Regions from separate parts of the Mus musculus genome. Here all the other regions are linked to region 1. The links are chromatin contacts, called in public HiChIP or PLAC-seq and Micro-C maps. All regions are on one chromosome and are shown on one strand. Each heading gives the region's core, a stretch centred on a gene start, on an enhancer-like site or on the middle of the called end of the contact. The rest is flanking DNA. Distances are from core to core; before and after follow the strand shown. Region 1 holds the start of Vipr2 (vasoactive intestinal peptide receptor 2). Region 2 holds the start of Ptprn2 (protein tyrosine phosphatase, receptor type, N polypeptide 2). Region 3 holds the start of Ncapg2 (non-SMC condensin II complex, subunit G2).

What was found. Hi-C and Micro-C count contacts between places; a contact is called where the count stands out from the background. HiChIP or PLAC-seq counts read pairs in DNA pulled down with a chosen protein or histone mark.
Region 2: a contact with region 1 is called in a Micro-C map of embryonic stem cells, with 1.9 times the contacts expected there. The contact joins the promoter of Ptprn2 here to the promoter of Vipr2 in region 1. A contact is called at or near these places in 12 of 39 promoter capture datasets (the 3T3-L1 cell line, the HPC-7 cell line, cranial neural crest and 7 more), 3 of 484 Hi-C or Micro-C datasets (all in embryonic stem cells) and 3 of 9 other capture datasets (adipose tissue, liver and macrophages).
Region 3: a contact with region 1 is called in an H3K4me3 HiChIP or PLAC-seq map of embryonic stem cells, with 14 read pairs. The contact joins the promoter of Ncapg2 here to the promoter of Vipr2 in region 1. A contact is called at or near these places in 11 of 39 promoter capture datasets (the 3T3-L1 cell line, the C10 cell line, the HPC-7 cell line and 5 more), 12 of 484 Hi-C or Micro-C datasets (B cells, the Ba/F3 cell line, the N1E-115 cell line and 5 more), 9 of 115 datasets of contacts at active chromatin or transcription factors (astrocytes, cardiomyocytes, embryonic stem cells and 5 more) and 2 of 9 other capture datasets (embryonic stem cells and pancreatic islet).

The regions. Positions count from the first base shown.
Region 1 is chr12:116,075,790-116,080,271 of GRCm38.p6, reverse strand. Vipr2 (vasoactive intestinal peptide receptor 2) reads right to left here and starts at 2,546. Exons shown (of 13, transcript NM_009511.2): 1 at 2,379-2,546; 2 at 140-239. The coding sequence starts at 2,426. Gm46383 (a long non-coding RNA gene) reads left to right here and starts at 2,041. Exons shown (of 3, transcript XR_001780734.2): 1 at 2,041-2,237; 2 at 2,768-2,901; 3 at 4,423-4,482.
Region 2 is chr12:116,483,035-116,487,516 of GRCm38.p6, reverse strand. It overlaps Ptprn2 (protein tyrosine phosphatase, receptor type, N polypeptide 2), which reads right to left and starts at 1,797. Exons shown (of 23, transcript NM_011215.2): 1 at 1,544-1,797. The coding sequence starts at 1,652.
Region 3 is chr12:116,402,893-116,407,374 of GRCm38.p6, reverse strand. It overlaps Ncapg2 (non-SMC condensin II complex, subunit G2), which reads right to left and starts at 1,939. Exons shown (of 29, transcript NM_133762.4): 1 at 1,914-1,939; 2 at 1,498-1,673; 3 at 65-177. The coding sequence starts at 142. D430020J02Rik (RIKEN cDNA D430020J02 gene) reads left to right here and starts at 2,214. Exons shown (of 2, transcript NR_028421.1): 1 at 2,214-2,408; 2 at 2,732-4,482.

The DNA.
Region 1 (4,482 bases), core at 1,297-3,796:
TTAGTTTTGCTTGTGGCCCACCAGAACAGTAGCAAGTGGTTCTAATTTTTTTTAAGGTGTAGGTGACCTCCAACCCCTCAAGGGGCTGAGAAGTATAGACAGCTAGGATCCCACTCCCAGACTTAATCCCCAAACCTACCTCTCTGATTCTCCGTTTGGCTGCTTAGCAGCTCTGCACATTTTGTCTCTTCTTCTTGTATTTCTAGATGAAAGCGACATTCTGGATGGATGCTGCTCACCTGTTCAAGTGAAAGAAATAGAAGTAACTAAAAATGACACAAGAGAGGGTTAAGCAAAAATCTACAGGAAGATCCAACGCTTCACCTTTCTAAATTTCTTTGAAGCTGAAATTCATTTCAAATCAGCTATTTCATTTTCCTGATGTGGTTATTTAAAAAAAAAGAAGAAAAACTTTACTATTTTGTGAAACAAACATAAAATCCAATAGAATACTTTTTCTGAGCAGGAGAGTAAACTGACATTGTATGTTGTTATTACTAACTTAAGAGCAATGGGCTGTTAGAAATGTTCATCTCTCAGAATTGAAGAGCTCCCATTTCATAGTCTATGGTTTGCTTAAGTAAAGCAAGTTAACTCTTAGTGGCTGTGGGTGTGCACAGACACTCTGTGTACCTGGGGATCCTCTCTGTGGTCACCCTAGAGTCAGAATAGGTTAAGTGAACTTTCATACGCTTCAGGGCACATTCAAAACTTAACCCTACTCGTACTGGTAACATTGTTATCATTGAGCAGCTTGGTGTGAAACACTTTTTTAAGAATGAGAGGGATTGGATGGAAGAGGCAGCGCTGAGAGAAACAGATCTGATCCAAGGAGCCATGGAAGGTTTCTGCAAAGCTTTCACGGAGTCCTTAGGCACTGAAGCTGAGCGCCAGCCAGAGAGTATAGAGAGCATCTGAGCTCGCAGTCCAGGAAGGCAGCATTTTCTGATCGCTGTTCTTATAAAGACCCAGTGTCCTTCCTCCCAGGCTGGGCTCCTTGTGGAGCACTCACTCTCATTACTTGTCTGTCTGTCTGTCTGCTTCAGTTTCTCCCTGTCTTAACAAAAATTTGCTTTTACAAGACAGTAATGCAAAGGAATCCTGCTCAGTTAGGTATGGCTATCTCTGTGTTTAGTTATCCTACTGTTGATCTAGGCCAGCTAGCATCCCAACGAGGAATACAATTTCCCAATAGAATCAAAGGACAAAACTCAATGTTGAATTTTTCTGCTACATTCACTTCATTTAAAATCACTTGAGGTACCTTGGATTTACCAGCTCATTGCTACACAACCACTAAAATGCAGAGATTCGGAGGTCAAGCAATAGCAACTCACTGATCTGAATTTCAGAACTGATGAGATGATAAATTAAGGTGCTAAAAGCCTGGTATTGCTGACATTCCTGGAACATGGGGAACGATGAAATGTTGGGATGTCTGAAAGGTTAAAGTGATTGGAGTCCCGAGGATTCTCGAGCATCCTTGGGAAGCTTCCCTCAGCTGCCCGTGGGGGCAGAGAAGATATGCTCCAGAAAACTGAAATTTCATCAACAATGACGGATGGATTTCCTTAAACATCCCCTCCCCTCTTGCTGCACACACTAAGCTTAGTTGGCTCCCTCAGCCGGAGGCCTAGATATGTGTGGAAACCTTAAGCTCCACAGGGATACAGTTCTCAGAGCAGAGAAGCAAATGCAAGAAATAAGGCTCAAGCCCTTCTTTTTCTTTCTTAAGAAAGGTTTTCAAATAAAGGGTAGAGTTCCGGAGAACTACATAAAACCAATGCAACCCATGTAACAAACTTCGGTTCAGGGGTTCTTTTGGCTCTCTTAAGAAGAAGAAGAAGAAGAAGAAGAAGAAGAAGAAGAAGAAGAAGAAGAAGAAGAAGAAGAAGAAATAAAAAAGAGAGTATTTCCAAAAGGAAACTTTCTTAGCCACAGCACTTTCCTTCTGTCACATACTAAACAAACACTCAGACCAGGAGATGGAAAGAGAAATATTTAACCACAGAGTAACAGCAGTTTCTATCGGAAGCAAAGTCAGAGCAGGTGGCCCGGGCAGCGGCCACTCTTCTCGCTGGGTGCTAGGGGTGTTCCCAACTCCAGGAGCACTGCCAGACCAGGACCCAGGTCGTCCCAGGGGCGGGGGTCGAGGAGAACTTCAACCCCACTTCTGGCGAACCCGCAACGGCGGTGGGAATAGGAAAATTCCCCTGAGTCCAGCAGCCCAGGGTTTGGTAAGGCTCAGTAGGAAGCATTCTGCTCTGGATTGTCTCCCCTGGCCCCACGCTCCGCCCGCTCGTGCTGGGACTCGGAGGTGAGCCCCGCGGTCCACTGCAGGATGCGCCTCTTCGGGAAGTGGGCGCGGGTTCACTCACCCGCACCAGCAACCAGCAGTAGCAGGTCAGCACCACCGACGCCCTCATCTTGGGCTCAGCGTGCTGCCTCGGTCCTTGGCGCCTCAGCAGCACGGTCCCCTGCTCCGGGCCTCCCAGCGCGGATTTCCTCAGTCTCGCGCCTATCGCCCTCTCCGCCTTCCAGGCTGCAAGTCCCGGCCCCGCCCCTCGGCCCAGTCCCCGCCTCGCGCCCCTTTCTCCTTTTTGCGGAGTCTCTCTCTGGCACTCCGGTCCACCAGATCTCTGTCCAAACGTCCCTCCTTCCACCCCTACTTCCCTCTGAAGTGCAAGACCCTGGGCCTCACCCCGACCCCCTCCTGGCCTGGGTACTTCCCTTGTCAGCCCTGCTCTCTCGCGCTCCTTCCTCCCAGGCTCCCTCTGCTAACCGAGCTGTACTGCCTCCCTCCTCTGCGACCCCACTGTGGGCTGCCGTGTTCAAGCCTTTGGAGAGCTGGTGGCTCAAGTAAGCAGATGCTCACCCACAGAGGGCATTGCCCAATTCCAGGTAAGGGAACTTGAGCGCTGAGGTAGCATCTGGCACCAACTCCCTGTGCAAATGCGAAGCCTGTGTGCAGCACAAGGAAAAAGTGCAGAAAGTGGCTGGACGACCATGGTTAGGTCTGCACTGGTGTGAGCAGAGAGAAAAGAGAAAGCTCTTGCATGGCTCCCCTTGAGAGCCTAAGGCCAAGTTGAACAGAAAGCAGAGACTTCATCAACGCAAAAGTGGGTCTGCTCATCGGCACCCCAAACCCTCAGGTGACACGTGTGTGGCTCATTGTACACTAGGCTTGTGGAGACACTGCCACTGTTCAGCTATGGTTTGGCTGTCTGTCGACAGACCAGTCTAGGGAAGAGCAGAAAGCTACCAGCAGACAATAGTACTCCATTAAGTAAAGCAGGCAAGTTTTAAACTTCTTATTCAGATATAATTTCAAGCCCAAAGTCAGAAGTCTGAAATAGTACAAAATGTATCCTTCACACTTTGGGGTGTCTATCTGCCCATTATTTTTCTCCCCACTGAGTTCATCATGTGCTCCATGACATCAGAGCCCCGTGTACCCTTGGACCTAGGTTTCTATCTGTTTTCTGTCACCCTTCCACTATCTGTGCATCTGCCTGTGTTTGTCCATCAGGGGATTTTATGGAGGAGAAGGTCTGGGCACTAGGTCTGCAGCTTGGGGCCAGGAAGCTTGGGCTCTGGCTTTGTCCACAACCCCTGTCCGCTGTTTCAGCCAGTGAACCTGATCCACCTGCACATTTGTAAATCACAACATCGACCCCTGCCATTGCTCCATCCCAGAGGGTTACAATTAGAATTAGGAGAGCTGATACACCTGAATTGTTGTGAGGGATGCATTCTAAAGTCACGTCCGGATGTTATTGGTCAAAACTGGGTGAGACGCCAGGGTTCCAACCACAGCAATGGCATATATGATGAGATGAAGTGATAGTCCTGACAAGGATGAGATACAGGCACGGGGAGACAAGAGGGACTTGTTTTCCTGGGGGTATCCTGGAGGAGCGAAGGTCCTAAAAAGACTGGTCATGTCTTTCAAGGTCTCTCCATTCTTCTGAATTGGGGTAAGGAGAGAGAGAGAGAGAGAGAGAGAGAGAGAGAGAGAGAGAGAGAGAGAGAGAGACTCTTGTGCCTATGGTGACTGCTTGGTTCTGATGGGACTTCACATTGTTCACAGCCTGGATATGAACCTGAGTTCAGCCTTGTGTTGTGCCCTCCAGCATCCTCCAGACCTGCTCTTAGCCCCGTTTCATCTCTACCTACTGATGTCTGGCCTTCCTATCCCTTCCCCACTGACATCCTCTTGGGCAGTTTCCTGGCACCTTCCACTTGAGTGGCTGCTCTGGTTTCCAGACTCTAGGGTTTCAGTCCTCACTATCACGGAGGCTTCTCATACCCAAAGCAGCAGCAGCAGCAGCAGCATTTGGGGCAGAGTTCTTCACAAGCCATTTTAGCTAACCCTCTGTTCTCTTAGGATGTGGTCACAGAGTCCCTTTGCTTTTTTGCCAGTGAAGTTTTGGGTCAGCAATGACGGCCAAACAGCTAGCACCTTCCACATGGAGTGGGTCC
Region 2 (4,482 bases), core at 548-3,047, 410 kb before region 1:
TGGTTGTTGTCAAGAGAACACTGCTGTGTTAGGCAGGTGCCCAGGACGACTTACTTCCAAACATTTCTGTCTTTGGGTTACCTTTGCCAGCCTCACATCCCCAACCTTCTTCCCCTTTCTTTGTGGTTTTGAGAAAATGCTATGAGCCATCGACTACCTAGGAAAGCATCTCCTCCCGTGCTCTGCCATAAGGTAGGGCCACCTCTGGTGTCCTGCTACTCCCTGACCTGTTTGCAGCCTTGTGCCTGTGAAGGGTGACATCTGGCCATCTGGGCAATCAGCTCTCCCAAGAAGTAACAGGCCAGTTTCTAGCCAGTAAGAAAGGAATAGGAGAGAGAAAATTAATGTATATCTTAGTCTTCTGGGTTCATCTGGGGTGAACAAGGCAAAAGCTTCACACACACACACACACACACACACACACACACACATCCAGAACACACACACACACACACACACACACACACCCCTATTGAATAAAGGACACATTTAGCCACTCAGTGAGGAATAAGGGGCCTGTGAGCTGGTCATGGGGGAAGTAGACTGGGGAAAAAAATGCCTGTTCAAGGAGTCTCATGTGGTAGGCAAGGGCCTACTTTCCATCCTAAGTAGTTCCTGCAAACTAAACTAGACCCTCGGTGTGGAGAGATCAGGAGGCCAGGAAAGCCTAGGGAACCAGCCCTAAGCCAGCCAAAGGGCTGGGAGAGCAAAGATCCCTCCTCTCTGCAGTCCCTTTCTTTGAGTTTTGCAAGGTTGAAACACCTCTGAAGACCAGAGGCGGGAGGAAGGAGGTGTGGAGCCTGAGGGGAGCTCGGGCCAAGGCTGCAGCTCACCCCTCACTGCCTACCATCCACAGGCGTGCACACTCTCTCCTCTAATACTGATTGTTCTAGTCCATTATGTGTTGTAATTCTGGCCCCAAAGCCTCTTACAAACATTGGGTTTGTGGTAAATCTCCTTAACAGACAAGATTAGCAGGAGGGAGGTGCCATGTCAGAAAGGCCACCAGTTCCGCCCTCCCTCCCTGTCGCCTTTCCTTTTCCTTCCGCGTGTCAGGAAAGGAAAATGTCGGTCCAGTCTTCACCGGCAGACCGAGGATTTGCCTCGTGAGAGGGAAAAGGCAGGCGCAGCGCATGGTAGCAGGAGAGGACAGCCTCCATGGAAGGACCCAGCCACTCACTAAGCCACGTCCTGGCCCTTCAGGTAGCACGCGGAGCGCACGGACACACGTAGGGAACACGAGAGCAGGCAGGGCTCATAGACACTTGGGGCACGCGCAAAGCGTGGACACTCCGGGATGCACAAACACGCGGGGCGTGGACAACCGTATGGTTGAGCTGTCCCAGGTCCTTGACGCAGGGGCCCATAGCCAAAGGGGGTGGGGTCGGTCACTGGGGAGGGAAACTGAGGCGGGGAGGGGGGCGAGACCCGCCCCACGTAGCTGGCGAGGACCGGAAGACGCACGGCGGGCCCGCGGGCCCTGCGGCTGCGCACGGGCACACAGAACCCAGCGCCAGCTCCCATCCCCGCGCCCCTCACTCACCCAGGCGCCCCGGGAGCTGCCGGCCGCGGGCAGACGCGGGGGCGGGCAGAGCGCGAGGCAGCGGCGGCGGTAGCAGCAGCAGCAGCAAAAGCGGGAGCGGCGGCCCCATCCCCGCAGCCGGTTGGCGCTCAGTCCATGGCCGCGCGGGAGCAAGGACCGATAGGGACTTAGCGAGGCGGCGCCAGCTCCTTTCGCGGCGCTCTCAGCGCTCCTGCGGCGGCGCCGGCCGAGCTTCAGCACCGGACAGCGCCACCGGCCCCACCCCCGCCGCCGGCCCCGCCCATGACCACGCCCTCTGTCAGCCATGCACGTTCAGGCACGCCCACCTCGCGGGGGATAGGCAGGAGGTGCTCGCTCCCCTCCCGAGAAGCGGGTTCTATCCCCACAAGCTGTGGTCCCTTCTGCTTGGGATCTTCGAGGGTCACCCTGCAGTGTCCAGATCGGTTCGTGGAGAAAGGACACTTGGAAGTGTGGTTGTGCTGCTGAAACACCAAACTCCCTCTTATTCAGTGTTTAAACTCAACTGTCCGCAGTAAGTGGTGGCAGCTGTTGGGGTCTGCAGGCATAGATCCACTGGAAGCTGCATCTCGAAGGTAGGCCAAGAGAGGAAAACTTCAACTTTGTGCAGGGCCTGAATAGGAGGCTGATGGGGTGGGAGTTGCAGATGGAGTCCTCAAACAGAACAAAAGGAGTCAGAGTGACCGTGGAGTGTACCCCATGCGGCGTCGAGTCCGAATTTTAGACATGTTTACCTGGGGGCCTTCCATGCTCACAGTCCAGTCTATCCCTGGAATGGCCAGTGCTGAGGGACCAAGTGCAGATTCTCAGACCACTTTCCAAAAGACCCATAGACAAAGGCAGGATTCAATGGGGTGGTACCCCTGGCATCTGAAGACTGTGGGAGGTGTGTGTGTATATGTGAGTGGGTTTGTTTTGAATGTAACAGTCTCAACGTATGCATGCTTGCGTTTAAGGGAACAGCCCACTTCCTCCCTCAGGTCTCCCATAGAGCCAGTATCTTTCCATTTCGTGTCATTGTGTCACTGCTAGGAGTCCCAACCACCATCCTGAGTTTGCCCTCCCTTGCCTGGCCAGTCCTCTCACTTCCTTCCATCCCTCCCTTTAATGCCCCTTGCCACAAGGTCCCTTGGAGAAAGACTGCCTCTATTTGGTCTGACTGGGGCTTGGGGCAGCAGTGACGGAGCTATCTTTCAGTCCGGCCTATCTACAACTAACTAAACTAGGTGTTGGGCCTGAAGATTCTGACATCTATTCTCGCGCCTTTGTTGGGCCCCATCCTGATTTTGCCTTCCAAATCTTTTATCCCAGTCTCTCCTTCAGACCTTGTGCCCCCAACCTGGGGAAGTGAGAATGTACCTTAGTAGAAAAAGCCGTTACTCCAGAAGACCACCGCAACACTTCACAGCAACAGGGTCCCCTACAAAGGTGTTGCCTGTGGTCCTGAAAATGCCTGTCTGGTTAGGAAGAAGGATGGTAAGCCTCATATCACTTTGGCTCTGTTCACCATTTTCAGTAGCATTAGCAGTTAGAACACTACACCCCCAAACGGTGTAAGACCCTTAAGCAGACATCAATGACACCGATTCTCTTGCAAACTCCAAGAACTGCTTCAAGTGCCATCCTCAGCTCGTCTAGAATATCCTTGATCCCTGATGCCGAAACATGGATGAGCTCAGGGGTATATGTGTGTGTGTGGGGGGGGGTAAGGATGAATGGAGTAGCAGGGGACTGCCTGGGTGGGCAGATATGTCCTCTGATATCCTAACAGTCATGTCATGACTCTGGGGACAAGAACAACAGGAAAAGAAAACACACAGAAGGCTAGGTTCTTCATGACAGTGGTATTCAGATATCAAGGGCTGTTTGGTGAGTTTTCAGGAGAAGGCTTTATCAGCTTGCCCTAACACAGTTTCTCGAGTACAGAGGAACAGCTAAGTAACCTCCCATCCACCCTTAGTGAGGGTCGCTATAGCTCCAATGTAGAAGGGTCAGCTCTCTACAAAGTCAGATCTGATCACACTGGCAGTGACCCAGGGACTTGTAGAGCCCACACCAGCTGTCACAACCATCGGCAAGTAAGTAAGGCACCAGGGAGACCCAGAGGAGTTTACTTAGGCTTCCTGGGTCTACATCCTGGAGCACTGTTTGCTCTGGGCTGTGGTATCTCTCCCCTCATCTAGCCCTGTTTACTGTTCGACAGATTCTAGGCTGGGATTATTTGTCCTGTCATTATTTGACTTGCTGCTTAACACTTTCCTGAGCAAGGTCCTATCTCACAGCCATGGTCTGAACTTCAGAGCTCTGTGTCAACTTAAAGGCAGAAGAAAATGCCCAAGAGGAAAAGAGAAAAAGGCATGGCTCAGGAGGGACTGCAAGGATTATAACAGAAACAGCACAGGGCCTGGGGAGGCGGTGGCTCAGTAGGTAAAGCACTTCCGTGTAAGTGTGGGGCCTGAGTTTGATTCCCAGAACCCAGGTAAAGTTAGGCACAGCGGCTCATGTCTGTAAACCTGCTCTTACAGAAAGATGAGGGGTAGAGATGGGAAAATCCCCAGAAGAGAAGCAGTCAAGCATAGGGGACGACTTACTAACCTGGAACTGTACTTGGTTTAGGTTGTGCACACATCCCTGCTTTTAACAGTGCACTTAGCAGCCTGCACTGCTGCTAAAGGTTTTTATTTACCCACAGTATGCACACGCACGCATCCCTCTCTGAGAATAATGTGCTAGCAACCTTGGACCCCAGTGGGCTCTGAACAATGAGATAGGATTCTTGTCCCCTTACTAACCATCAAACTCGGACAGTTTATACCCAAATGTATTCCCAAAACATCCTGAAGGGGCAGCCTGAACTGGTTTGGGGTGCACGTGAAATAGGGCAAAACAATGAAAAAGTTCAAGTGAACTTTTAGGAAGAA
Region 3 (4,482 bases), core at 690-3,189, 330 kb before region 1:
CTCGGTGACACGATTTTAGAACATCCAGGGTCAAACTACAATAAAAGTAAAACACATAACTTACATCAAGTTGAAGAAACTGCAGAAACTCTTCAACCAACTCCTTAGATACTGCTTGGATGAACGCCTCACGTTTTTCCATGACGGATGTGACTGTTCTAAGGGAGCCTTACAACCCTAGTAAGATACAATCAGACCAAAACGTAAATGTGCAAAATGTCCCGTAAGTTTTAATTTAATACAAACATTCAAGAAACTTTATACCACTACAGAAGACAGTTTATAACACTATGATACAAAACTGCAATAATCTGAAAAAAAATCTGATGATGTTATAAACAAAACATCTATGTGATCACCAATTATCAATGTAACTACAATGAAAGCAACAAGAAATTAAAACTGCCTCAGGAATCTTACTTTCTCTTACGTTTAGCCTTTTAGATGCTGGCTTGGGAAGAAAGACCTGACTTATGCAATAGGGTCAGGCTCATCTCCACATCTGAATTCTGCAGACTCCACTTCTAAAGTCCCATTCCTCCAAGAAGATCCCACCCAACAATTCTCTCTTGTTTTTCAAGAGAGAGACTTGGAAGTAAAACCACAAAAACAGCCCTGAGGTCACCTGGGAGCTTGTTAGGCAGTGCATCTGTGCCCCACTCCAGCACCCTCCCCTCCTCTGCACACCTACAGGATAATGAGAGCTCTGGGGACCTTGCTCATTCTTCTTCCTACATGTGATCTCCCAGGTAAAATGCCATCCTATTTTACCTTTACACCTGGTGCTACGATGACATACTCAAAACAAAAACCTAACAATACAGTTACAACAAATGATATTTGCAACAGGTCTTCTCATCTTAAGAATAAATTTGAAAATCTCTCATACCTTTAGAAATACAGCAATATGGAGAATTATTGGCATTAATTATAGAGTGTGAATCACAATAAATATGCATTCCTATTCTAAATTGAATAAAAGTAGAAAATAACCTCAATTTGACAACTCCTCATATTAGTAAATTTTAAATATAGCCACTTCATTCCCCGATTCAAATGGCTGAATTGTGAACCATAACTTTTTTGTGATGAATAAAATGGAGAGGGAAAGGTGGGTTGCCAGTATCACCACTTTACTAATTATGGTCACTTTGTTTACTTAAGTACATGTCTTTGGCAACTTAGTATGCCATATAATGTCTACATATGCTACTTACAAACCGTGACTCCGTATCTTGATTTTTCTCTTTCCTTAGTTCATAACTAAGTTGCTCCCTAGATCAGTCCTAGGTATAGGTTCGGGTTCCTCCCTTATGTCAGTGCAAGAATAAATCCAGCGTCTTCACCACCACGTCAGGCCCCAGTTAAGTGTCAACACTGCTGTCCTCCCTAGTCAGCTCCCCAGCCCCGTGCCAGGATCTTCCATGTCATTCTCTGGTCAGGGCTGGGGTTCTCGCTAGTCAACCCGGGTGCAGGTCTTTGGTACTACCTACTCACCCAGGCTCCTTCTCAGGGGTCTTCTCTAGTCAGACTCAGGTCTGCGTCCCCGGTCCTCCGTAGTCTGCATCAGGTCCTTGCCTGAGAGCCTCCCTACTGTGCGCAGGTCATTTTCCGGAGTCCTCGCCAGTCACACTCGGGCCCTCTCCCGGGGTCGTCCTAGTCTGAGGTCCTACCTAGTGAACCCGGGTTCCAGGCTGAGATCCTCCCTGGCGAGCCCCGCTTCTCGGTCTGGGATCCTTCCCAGTCAGCCGGGGGATCCCGCTCTGCCCTCCCGCAGCACCTCCCGCTCCACAAGCGCTCGAAACCGATGGCGGCCGCGGACGTGAGACCCGCGACGGTGTCCGCCGCCCAGCCGCGGTCGCCGGCCGCCGAGTCCTACTCACCTCCCACCCAACTCACCGCGCGGCGCTCACCTCACCACAGACCCATAGTTTCCCGCGCTCGGACCAGATTCAAACACACCCGCGTATACCCCGGACGCTCCCGCCCTCCACCCCGTCACCAGTCGCCGCTCTCACGAGATCTGACGCCGTCCCGGCCACGCCCATATCCCCCACAGCTCTGCAGCCAGGCTCCGCCCCCAAGGCCCAAGCACCGCCTCCTGGGCGTGACTCAGAGCCTCTGGCGGGAGTCTCTTTAGCGCGCTCACGGGATGCGCAGGCGCAGAGCTGCTGGCTGTGTTTCCCGCCCTCCGCCCACACACACCCACCTTCCTTGGGAGCGCTGCTGTTGCTTCTGTGTTCCTTGCCAGCTGCTCGGTGAGACGTCACGCTGATATCAGACGGAGGAGGGAGAGCAAGTCCGAGACTGCTCAAGTGGTAACCAAGAAGATTCTTGAAGAAATCCTGCCTCGGTTCGGGATCCCTAAGGTAATCGGCTCAGACAATGGGCCCGCATTTGTTGCCCAGGTAAGTCAGGAATTGGCCACACAATTGGGGACTAATTGGAAGTTTCTAAGTGTGCTTATAGGCCCCAGAGCTCAGGACAGGTAGAAAGAATGAGTAGGACTTTAAAAGAGACCCTTACTAAATTAGTCATGGAGACCGGCGGAAAGGACTGGGTGACTCTCCTTCCCTTTGCGCTCCTCAGGGTCCGAAACACTCCTGGACATTTCGGTCTTACCCCTTATGAGATTCTCTTTGGGGGACCGCCTCCCTTAACTGAGTCAGGTGGGATATTGGATCTTGGCACTGACTCATCCTCACCCTCTGCTCTTTTTGCTCACCTAAAGGCCCTAGAGGTTGTTAAAACACAGATCTGCAACCAGATCAGAGAAGCCTACACTCCGGGAACCATAGCAGTGCCTCACGGGTTCCAGGTTGGAGACTCAGTCTTGGTCAGACGACATCGCACTGGCACGCTTGAGCCCCGGTGGAAAGGACCGTATCTGGTGCTGTTGACCACCCCCACGGCAGTAAAAGTAGACGGGATCGCTGCTTGGATCCATGCCTCCCACGTCAAAAAGGCACCCAGCCAAGATGAAGACAACTGGATGGTGGCAGCCACTGACAATCCTCTTAAGCTTCGCTTGGGTCACAGGAGTCACCCTGGGCCTAAAGAACCACAACCCACACCAGCCTCTGACTCTAACTTGGCAAGTTCTCGGTCCTGATTCGGATCAGGTCTTGTTTACCACCTCCAAAACAGCGCCGCCAGGGACATGGTGGCCAGACCTAGCCTTCTGCCTCAAACAGATAATTCCAGCTGCTAGAAGCACTCCCCCTAATCTAGTAAGAAGCTATGGATTCTACTGCTGCCCAGAGCACAGCAAGTGGTCCTTATGCGGAGGGTCAGCCTCCTATTATTGTGGCCAATGGAATTGTGTTACTTCCAACGATGGTGATTGGAAATGGGCTAGTGGTCATGTTCCTGACAGGGCTGAGTTCTCTTTTCAGAACTCAGGGCCTGGAAAGCACACCGTAATGGAACTGTATAAAAGGGCTGACTGTCGCCCCGATGATTTAGACAGAGTACTGATCAAATTTACAGACACAGGAAAAAAATATGACATCAAGGCATGGATAAGGGGCATGCGGTGGGGATTAGTTTTTTATGACTATAGTGGAAAGCCTGGGTCATCAGTCATGGTTCGTTTGAGCCTCAGTAGCCCCCGACCCAACCAGTAGGACCTAACCCTGTTCTAGTTGAAAAGCCTTCGTTACTGCTTCCCAGGCCTACCATCCCTGGGTCTCCATCAGACTATCCGACCAAGGCTCACACTCCTTCCTTGGATCGGGTTCCAACCACTCCCATGCCCCCAGATACCAAGAATCGCCTATTTAGCCTAATACAAGGGGCATTCCTGGTCCTCAATCGTACTGATCCCAACATTACTCGGTCTTGCTGGCTGTGCTATGCCTCTAGCCCCCCTTATTATGAGGGAATTGCTCAGATGAGGATTTATAATAAAACTTCAGACCCCTCTCAATGCCCTTGGGGGGAAAACAGAAAGTTGACTCTGGCAGCAATCTCAGGAAGTGGACTTTGTTTAGGCCGGGTACCTCATGACAGACGGCACCTCTGTAATCAGACCCAGCACGTACAGCCTAGCGAAGGTGGTCAGTATCTAGTCGTCCCCCCCCCCCATAGACACAGTATGGGCTTGCAACACAGGTCTCCTTGTGTGTCTACTTCTGTTTTTAATGGTTCCAAAGATTTCTGCATTCTGGTTCAACTTGTTCCTAGACTCCTATACCATGATGATAGCTCCTTTGTAGATGAATTTGATCACCGGGTCCGCTGGAAGAGAGAACCCATCACCTTAACCTTAGCAGTACTTTTAGGACTAGGAATAGCGGCCGGAGTAGGTACAGGTACCGCTGCCTTGATTCAGACCCCCCAGTATTATGAAGAATTACGTACAGCTATGGATACTGATCTAGGAGCTATAGAACAGTCTATAACCAAATTAGAAGAATCTTTAACTTCCCTGTCAGAAGTAGTGCTGCAGAATAGGAAGGGACTAGACTTATTATTCCTCAA